Linked DNA regions of Gossypium hirsutum: region 2 is linked to region 1. A link is a contact called in public Hi-C data. All regions are on one chromosome and are shown on one strand. Each heading gives the region's core, a stretch centred on a gene start, on an enhancer-like site or on the middle of the called end of the contact. The rest is flanking DNA. Distances are from core to core; before and after follow the strand shown. Region 1 has its middle 19 kb from the start of LOC107900803. Region 2 holds the start of LOC107929665 (rac-like GTP-binding protein 5).

What was found. Hi-C and Micro-C count contacts between places; a contact is called where the count stands out from the background.
Region 2: a contact with region 1 is called in a Hi-C map of leaf, with 5 times the contacts expected there. The contact joins the promoter of LOC107929665 here to the enhancer-like site in region 1. A contact is called at or near these places in 14 of 34 Hi-C or Micro-C datasets (anther, callus, hypocotyl and 3 more).

Annotation. Positions count from the first base shown.
Region 1 is chrD08:52,702,836-52,706,866 of Gossypium_hirsutum_v2.1, forward strand. It overlaps the pseudogene LOC107900243. Among protein-coding and RNA genes, the nearest start is that of LOC107900803, 19 kb to the left of the region's middle. Within about 2 kb of position 1,741, at least 7 of the 9 cell types and tissues checked have an H3K27ac peak or open chromatin away from gene starts, as enhancers often do. A contact at or near this core is called in hypocotyl and leaf, where this site is marked.
Region 2 is chrD08:52,763,307-52,767,337 of Gossypium_hirsutum_v2.1, forward strand. LOC107929665 (rac-like GTP-binding protein 5) reads right to left here and starts at 1,800. Exons shown (of 7, transcript XM_016861154.2): 1 at 1,431-1,800; 2 at 1,231-1,318; 3 at 643-752; 4 at 434-497. The coding sequence starts at 1,565. LOC121203436 (casein kinase II subunit beta-1) reads left to right here and starts at 3,663. Exons shown (of 5, transcript XM_041098363.1): 1 at 3,663-4,031.

The DNA.
Region 1 (4,031 bases), core at 491-2,990:
TTGTTCGTTGAGAGTTTGAGATGAAGAACTTGTTCATTGAGAATTCGTGTCAATGTGGAGATTATTAAAATTAAGTGACCCGAATTTTTATTTAAATAAAAAAATAGTGGTAAAATAAAATAAAAGTAAAATCCCTATAGAACTACACTTCTTTTATTTTATTTTAGAATAAGATTTTTAAACCTTATTAAATTTCGTCTATTTGATATTGATTAGAATAAGGTGTTTCAATCTTACTATACTCCTATTAGAATATGGTTTTACAAGCCTATAAATAGACATAATCTACTCCTCTTGTAATTATTCGAATTCGACATAGTGAATTTTATTCTCCTCTGCCCGTGGTTTTTTTCCCGAAAGGGTTTCTACGTAAAAATTTATGTGTTTTTTATTTTTATTTTTCTTTTCTTTGCGATATAGTCATTACCGACATTCTATTTTTACATGAACTTTATATATTAGAGGGTTCATACCAATTGTTGTATTCTTGATGCAGATCCATGGAAGATTTTATATAACATCTTCGAGATGTCAAGAAAAGGTGACAACTTACAAATAGACATCATGGGTGTTCCTTGTTTGTTGTTCAGCATTTCAGACAAACATATCTTGAATATTGCAGCCCTAATAGTATGGAAACAATAGATATGGAACCAACAGAAGAAAAATATCGAAATAACATAAACAAAAACAATGTGTAGATTTACAACACATGCAAGATTTTCAAGCCAAAAATAAAAAATAATAAAGTATAGGGGCCGACAAATTACAATAAAAAAAATTTTCCCACATGTAATCACATGATGGGTATGGCATGCCATCAGCAACAAACAGTAGCCACAAGTTTCATCACTGGAAAAACCCTCAATCTCCTTTCATGAAAATGACTTTAATCCACTAATGAAACACTTTTTTTCCCTCTTCAACAAGTTAAGTTTTTAAATTGAATAATCATATCCCACACTTTTTATTACCTTATAAACCCCACCAAATAGGGACATCCAATCCAAATCTTGATTCAAATTCATGAGAGGGTACTTTCTTCTTTTAATTGAAAAATTCCCCACCGTTTAACGTCTACCTTACCTGTTTTTATATCACAAAAAAAGTAAAACCATATATACCTTAACAATAACAAAAAGAAGGAACACATTCAACACTTGTTTTGAGGTTATGGCAGAGTTAGAGAACCCAAATATGATGCCAAATCTCATAACATTTCTGTCATCCCTGCTGGAAGAAGTGGCTGAATCCAATGATCTAAACTGTGGGTTTAAGGCTCAGAAGATTTCGGTGTTTCATGGGTTAACTCGGCCAACTATCTCAATCCAAAGCTACTTGGACAGGATTTACAAGTATGCAAATTGTAGCCCCTCTTGTTTCATTGTTGCATATGTTTATCTTGATCGGTTTGCTCAAAGACAACCCTCGTTGCCCATCAATTCTTTCAACGTTCATCGGCTGCTTATTACCAGTGTGATGGTTGCCGCAAAGTTCATGGATGATATGTAAGTTACTTGGAACAAAATTCATAATTCATGCTTTCAGTCTTGTTGGATTTTCATTAGTTTTACTTCAAAAGATTAAATTAGAATCCGGGTTTAGACTTGTTAGAATTGGAAAGCCATTCAATTTCCCAGAAAAATATATTTCAACCCATTGAAAGGCATGTGAATAGGCCTACCCTACCCTACCCTACCCTACCCTACCCTGCTTTCTTCTTTTGTTCTCTCTTTTTTCCCATGTGCATCAAGAAAGTGGACATTATATATACATTTAGTCACAAGGCTAAACCCCAAGTCTCCCAACCTTGTTTTTGATATTTTGGAACTTTATTTCAGGTATTACAACAATGCATGCAAAAGTAGGAGGAATCAGCACAACAGAAATGAACTTCCTTGAAGTGGATTTTCTATTTGGGTTGGGTTTCCACTTAAATGTGACCCCCAATACCTTTCACACCTACTACACTTACCTGCAAAGAAAGATGATGATGTTGCAACCTCCACCAATCATTGCAGAATCCTCTTTAAGCTTTGGGAAAGGGAGGTCACTAAAAGTAGTCCATTTGTGTTTCAATGAAGAAGAATCATCTCATCAAAAGCAGCAACTAGCTGTTTGATGAGGCCTTTGAATGTTAAGCTCTGAATTGTAGTTAAAAAAGGTATAGGGATTTTGGGGTGGTAGATTGAATGCATCACTTGTGCACTAGAAATCCGGATGTTTTCCTTTTCTTTTCTTTTGGTTTCCTTTTTGGGGTTTGGATTCTTATTGGTTTGTGTATGTACAGATGAGGCCATCAAAGTTTCATTGTCAATTAAATTTCTCAAAAAGTTTCTTTGGTTCATTATGATTCTGCTGTTTTAGTGGTTAGGAAATGTTCTAAATATCTAAAGCATATGTATATATAATGCATGAACTCAAATAGCTTGTAATATCACATAAAGGGACATTGTATCAGAGTCTGAAATGGGAGTTTTTCTCCCAATTCTGGTTCATATGATACCAGCTCTTATCCACCTAGCCTAAGACCGTCTTGAACTTTTTGGAAGTGAAGTTATAATTGAACAGTCACAATAAATCATAAGTTAAGTCAAGAGGCAAGCTCTCCAGTGCTGACATAGATACATTATATCATGCAAAAGAGCCAATAATGTTTGTATTCACACTGCCAAATTTCTGCCTGCATTTATATATTGGATGAAGAATTAAACGTGATAATATAGCCAGCCACATGAGAATGAGGGCACTGGTCCAATATTAAAATTAATGGTTGGGTTATAAAGGAAGACCCAAGGCACAGATCCAATCCCTCTGCCAATATATAGCAAACCCAATGTCTAAATACTAGGGCCACTGGGCATTAGCCCATTTGTTTGATTCAAGTGAAGAGCCCCTTTAAAGTCTATATGATAATATTAATTTTGAAAAGGGAGGCTAAGAATATGATTTTAGGTTTCGAGTTTCTTTCCTTTACACAAATTTAAAAATAAAATTAACTTTCCAATAGAGTAGGTTTTTGGATTAACTCTCAATTTTTTAGAGGGTGTTTGATATGAAAATTTGAAGTCTAATCCGATTATACTAATTTTTATATTCAAATAGTGTTGGAGGTATTCTCAATCTTATTTTTAGATTTTGTATTAATTTACTTATAAGCGTTGAGATCAATCATGCTATGTCAACATGCTTGTACCTCTCCAATTTACTATAAGTCATGTAAGTGTTTAGTTTTTTGGCCATTGTTATGTTACTAGTGTTAATAAAATTGTCACATCTTACTTTTATCAATTTTATGTTATTATCATTTGTTTATAGTAAATTTATAAGTATTTTTTTCAATATTATGTTATTATTTCTAGGGTAAAAGACACAGGTTTAGTGTAAAATATACTTACTCTCTTATGGTTTCAAGAAAACCGTACTCGCCCCCTTAAGTTTGAATAAAATTTCATAAACCCCTTGGAGATATATTTTTCGTCTATGTATTTTTTTAATTTAATTTATTAATTTTTCTATTTTTAATTACAACAAATAATTTTCAAATAAAAGACAATTATACCTTTGTTATTTTTCATCTACACATTGAAATGTTGTAAAATTAAATTATTTTTTCTTAAAAAATATATTTGTGTAACACCTCTCACCCAACCCGACGTACGATACGAATGGGAGGTGCCACCAGAGCATTTTCTTATCTTAAACAATTTTTCCCTTTTATAATAACATTCATTTCAAAATATAATAATGATATTTAAATAAAATAAACCATGATTGGAATGATCCCATATTATTAGAAATCATTTTGAGTCTTTGAAAACATTTGTGGATATTACCAAAGCAATAGACAACTATTCGAAACACATTGACTTAAAATCGGGTCAATCAAGTTAAGGGAAGTAAGAGTTTTAATAAGCTTAAACTTAAAAACATTTTATCAAATTACTAAACCAAGTTTTGGATAATTAAAATACTTTAAAACAATTTAAGATCATTTTGAAGATGCTCGGGGTGGTTGGAGGTGTCTGAAA
Region 2 (4,031 bases), core at 550-3,049, 61 kb after region 1:
AAATTTATTAACCGAACAAAAGCATGCTTGTCCATGCATGATGATAGATAATCAAATAGAGCTTGTAGCTAGAAAATCCAATGCAATTGAAGTATGTATACGTTATGTGCGTTCGTTTCTTTTGTGCTCTTTTTTTATGCTGTTCATGTTGGATAGAGGTGAAATAAATTTGCCGAAATAATCACGAACATACATGAGAATACAATGATGACTTTTCAGGAAAAAAATATAAAGTTATAAAGAGAAAAGAAAAGCAACTTTTATGAATGTAAAAAGGGGAAAAAGAAACAAGAGAAAGCACTTCATATTAGTGAGCTCTAGTTTATTTTCATCAGACATGCTCAATTATTCAGAGCATTTTGAACCTGGATTGATAAGTAAAAGGCATGACCAATTGCAGAAGCAATACATCAGGGAGGAGAGAATCCATCACCTAGTTTTGTCCCCACAAGAACAATCGGCGCTCTTGGAGCATAATGTCTCAGCTCTGGAACCCACTTCCCCAACACAACAAGGAGAACAAAAGACATAAAAGGAATAAAAAAACTAGTAGTAAACACATTTCATAAGCTAAGCACAAGGAGAAGAGAACTCACTGAAGATTTAAACTTCAAAAACAAGTAACGAGAAAAAGAAACTTACTTTTTTCGATACGTTCTCATAGCTGGGCCTACTAATAAGGGAGAAAGCAAGAAGAAACACATCAGCGCCTCTATAACTTAGAGGCCTTAGCCTGTTGTAGTCTTCCTGACCTGAAAGAAATTATACTATCAACACTATGAAATCTACTTTGTCCTGCATATAATCAAGCCGCTGAACGAATTAAACAAGAAAGATGCCTGCTTTAACTAATAATTGATATCCAAAGGCTATTGAAAGACCTTGAACAAGATAAATATGCATGTCATATGGAAACAATCTCAGCCAATGGGGTGTTATAAATTTCAATGTATAAGAAACAATATGGTAGTGTTAATACTTAGTCAGGCAAACCCTTTGCCAAAATGTATAATAGGACCTCAGCACCTTCCTAATGTGCTCTCTCCCCATCTATGAAACCAAGAGATAGTTATAATTTTACAAGCAAACAGAGAATGCAGAGTTCATTTCGAAGTGAAATTGGCCTTGGCCTTGTAACTTTTGGCACTTTATAGGGTCATTTCTATTGTTTTAATTGTGTTTCAGCTCTTTTGTAGAAGTGATTATGAAAGAAGCAAAAGGAGCAAATACCAGCAGTATCCCATAAACCCAAATTGACAGTCTGCCCATCAACCATTACATTGGCGCTGAAGTTGTCAAAAACAGTAGGAACATAATCCTGTAAATTACAAGAAGACACCCCAAAAAAATAAAAAAAAACCAAAAGCCATTACCACAATTTAACAAACAAATTCAATGCAAAAGACAAGAAAATGTATAATCATACATACAGTTGGAAAAGTGTTGCTTGTATAAGATATAAGGAGACAAGTCTTTCCCACAGCTCCATCCCCAACTGTAACACATTTTATGAATTTCGTTTGTGTTGTAGCTGTTGCCGCCGCCGTCGCTGCCGCCGTACTCATTGTATACAGTTAAACTAAGGTTTCTTTATCAGGCCTGAGTAGGTTCAGAGCTTTTTTCCCTTTGTCTGCGCCATGGTTTGATTAAAAAGAAAGTTAAATATAGAAGGGGAGAATGAAGAAAAGTAACAAAAGTCTTTATGGGCTTTGTGAGGAAAGAAAATTAAAGTAAAAAGAAAAATGGTGGATCGCTTTAATTTGAGCTGACAGAGAGGCAAAAAGAGAAGAACAAAAAAAAAAGGAAGGTCATACTCCAATGTCAATATATTTTTATTTCCACGCGATTTTTCGTGCATGTGAAAACATCGGCATTCGTCTCCCTTGAATTCATCAGTTTTTTCTGCTCAATAAAATATAAGGGTTAATTTCAATAAATGTCCTTGATTTGTATCTTAGATTTTAAATTGGTATCTAAATTGTAAAAACGTTTTAATTAAAATTTCAAAGTATGAGTATTATGTCAATCACCTCTTTCATCCACCTAGGGTTTAAATGTTAGTTCAAATATGATACGAAACATATTTAAAACGCTTTGATCAAATTATAAATACGTGTATACCTATTATATAAACAATTTGAGTTTGTCGCATTCTAAAAGAATAGGTAGCGTCAATAAAATTTATAAAAAACTTTTTTTTAACACGTAGGTCTATGATGTCCATAAGGTAGGTACACAAAAAGGCGAATCCAAAGGGTAGGAAAGAGCCTTGAGCCCTCAAAATAAAAAAAATTGTAATTTAGCCCCTTTATTATTGATAAAATTATAAGTTAATATAAGATAAATTTTCACTTTTTTCTCCCAAAAAAATGTTTAAACCCTGTAAGAACGATGAAATCATGAATTATAATACATAATAAAATTCTATTTTTACCTCTCAAAATTTTATAATTCATAATTTAATTCCCTCTAAAAATATTTCTCAATTTTCCCTTGGATACATATATATTTAAATATGCTTCATCTTAGATTTGAGTTGGACATTTAATACTTAAACTAATGATTAAGTTGCTAGAAGGACTAGATCCAATACTTTAAGATTTAATTAAAATATTTAAAATTTAAAAACTGATTTTTGCTAGAATTAACCCTAATTAAAATTGACAAAGTAATACGTTTTTTAAATTTTTTTAATATGGATTTATTTTTGTATTAAAAGTAAAACTTTACTTCGTTCTTTGCATTTGATTTTGAAAAATGATTAGAGAGCTTAGCCGAGACTTGCGATAAGTGTGAAGCACGAGAAGCGACAGCGCGTGGACAGCGCGCTCTTCGGACCCTAAAGATGACAGTGGAATAGATGTCGGATTCGGACCCAGCAGCAAAGGTCAAATTTAAGGAAAAAAAACTGAAAATTCAATCACGCGCTCAAAGGAGTGAAAACACCCTTAATGTTGAATTGTTGATATTGTTAGTACGTATAATAACTATCCAACGAAGTATCTTTTATTCCCAGTCACGTTGAAAATGGGATATGACATGAAACTGTTTTTTTGAAAGGAAATGCTCTTTTTTCTTTTTTAATTTCTTATGTTTAGGGTTTAATAAATTTCACTAAAGATGGTTCCTTTTTATGAAGAATCCTATTATTTCAGTTTGAATAAGCCTGCATTATCTTTATTTGGTTAAAGGTTTGCATTACATTTATTGACTTTATGCGCTGCACATGCTACTCACTTTTTTTTTTGTTCAAAGGCATCCTGACTGTGGAAGTAGTAAGTAGGGTGATGACAGCCTTTGCACAGCATAACATACCCAACACCATGTTTGAACCCAAAAAAGAAAATACCCACCAAGACTATGATGTTCGGTGTTCCCTTGCTATTCAACAAACTGTGTCTTCCAGGGCTTAGGAAGAGCTGCAGTAGCAGTGGAACTAGTTTCATAGCCACTGTGAACCTCTCCATTGTAAATTTGTAATCTCACAAGCTTTATATTATATGCACTCCTTTGTTAAGAATCTGATAGCAATCATGAGAGGTCCCAACTCCTCCAACTATCAGCTAGACGCCTTAGCCACATGGCTATTCAACTTATAATCATGTAATCCAAAAATTATAATGTAAATACCAAAGCATATCTCAGAACATAAAACTTACATTTGTCTTGCTAGAATAGGCAATCCATTATCAACATTCTTGCTACCTGTCTTTCCTAGTAAACTACACAATTACTCCTATTCAATATTTTGGGAGGAAAGGTTGAAAATGAGGGTTTGGAGTATGGGCTTATACTTAATAAAGTTGCCGAGGTTTTCGTTTTCAATTTCATTTTCTGTTGGTTAAAAGAAGAGAGTAGTGACACACGCATTGTTTAATGAATGAATGGAATAATAATTTAGAGGTAAAGCTTGATTTTCTATGGGCCTGAGACTTGTAGCCTGTCCTGTCCATGGGGGAATCCATCCAAGAATTTTAAAACAAAAAAAAATCTCCCCCAAAGACAACAACTGGACAATAGGGAAACCCTGG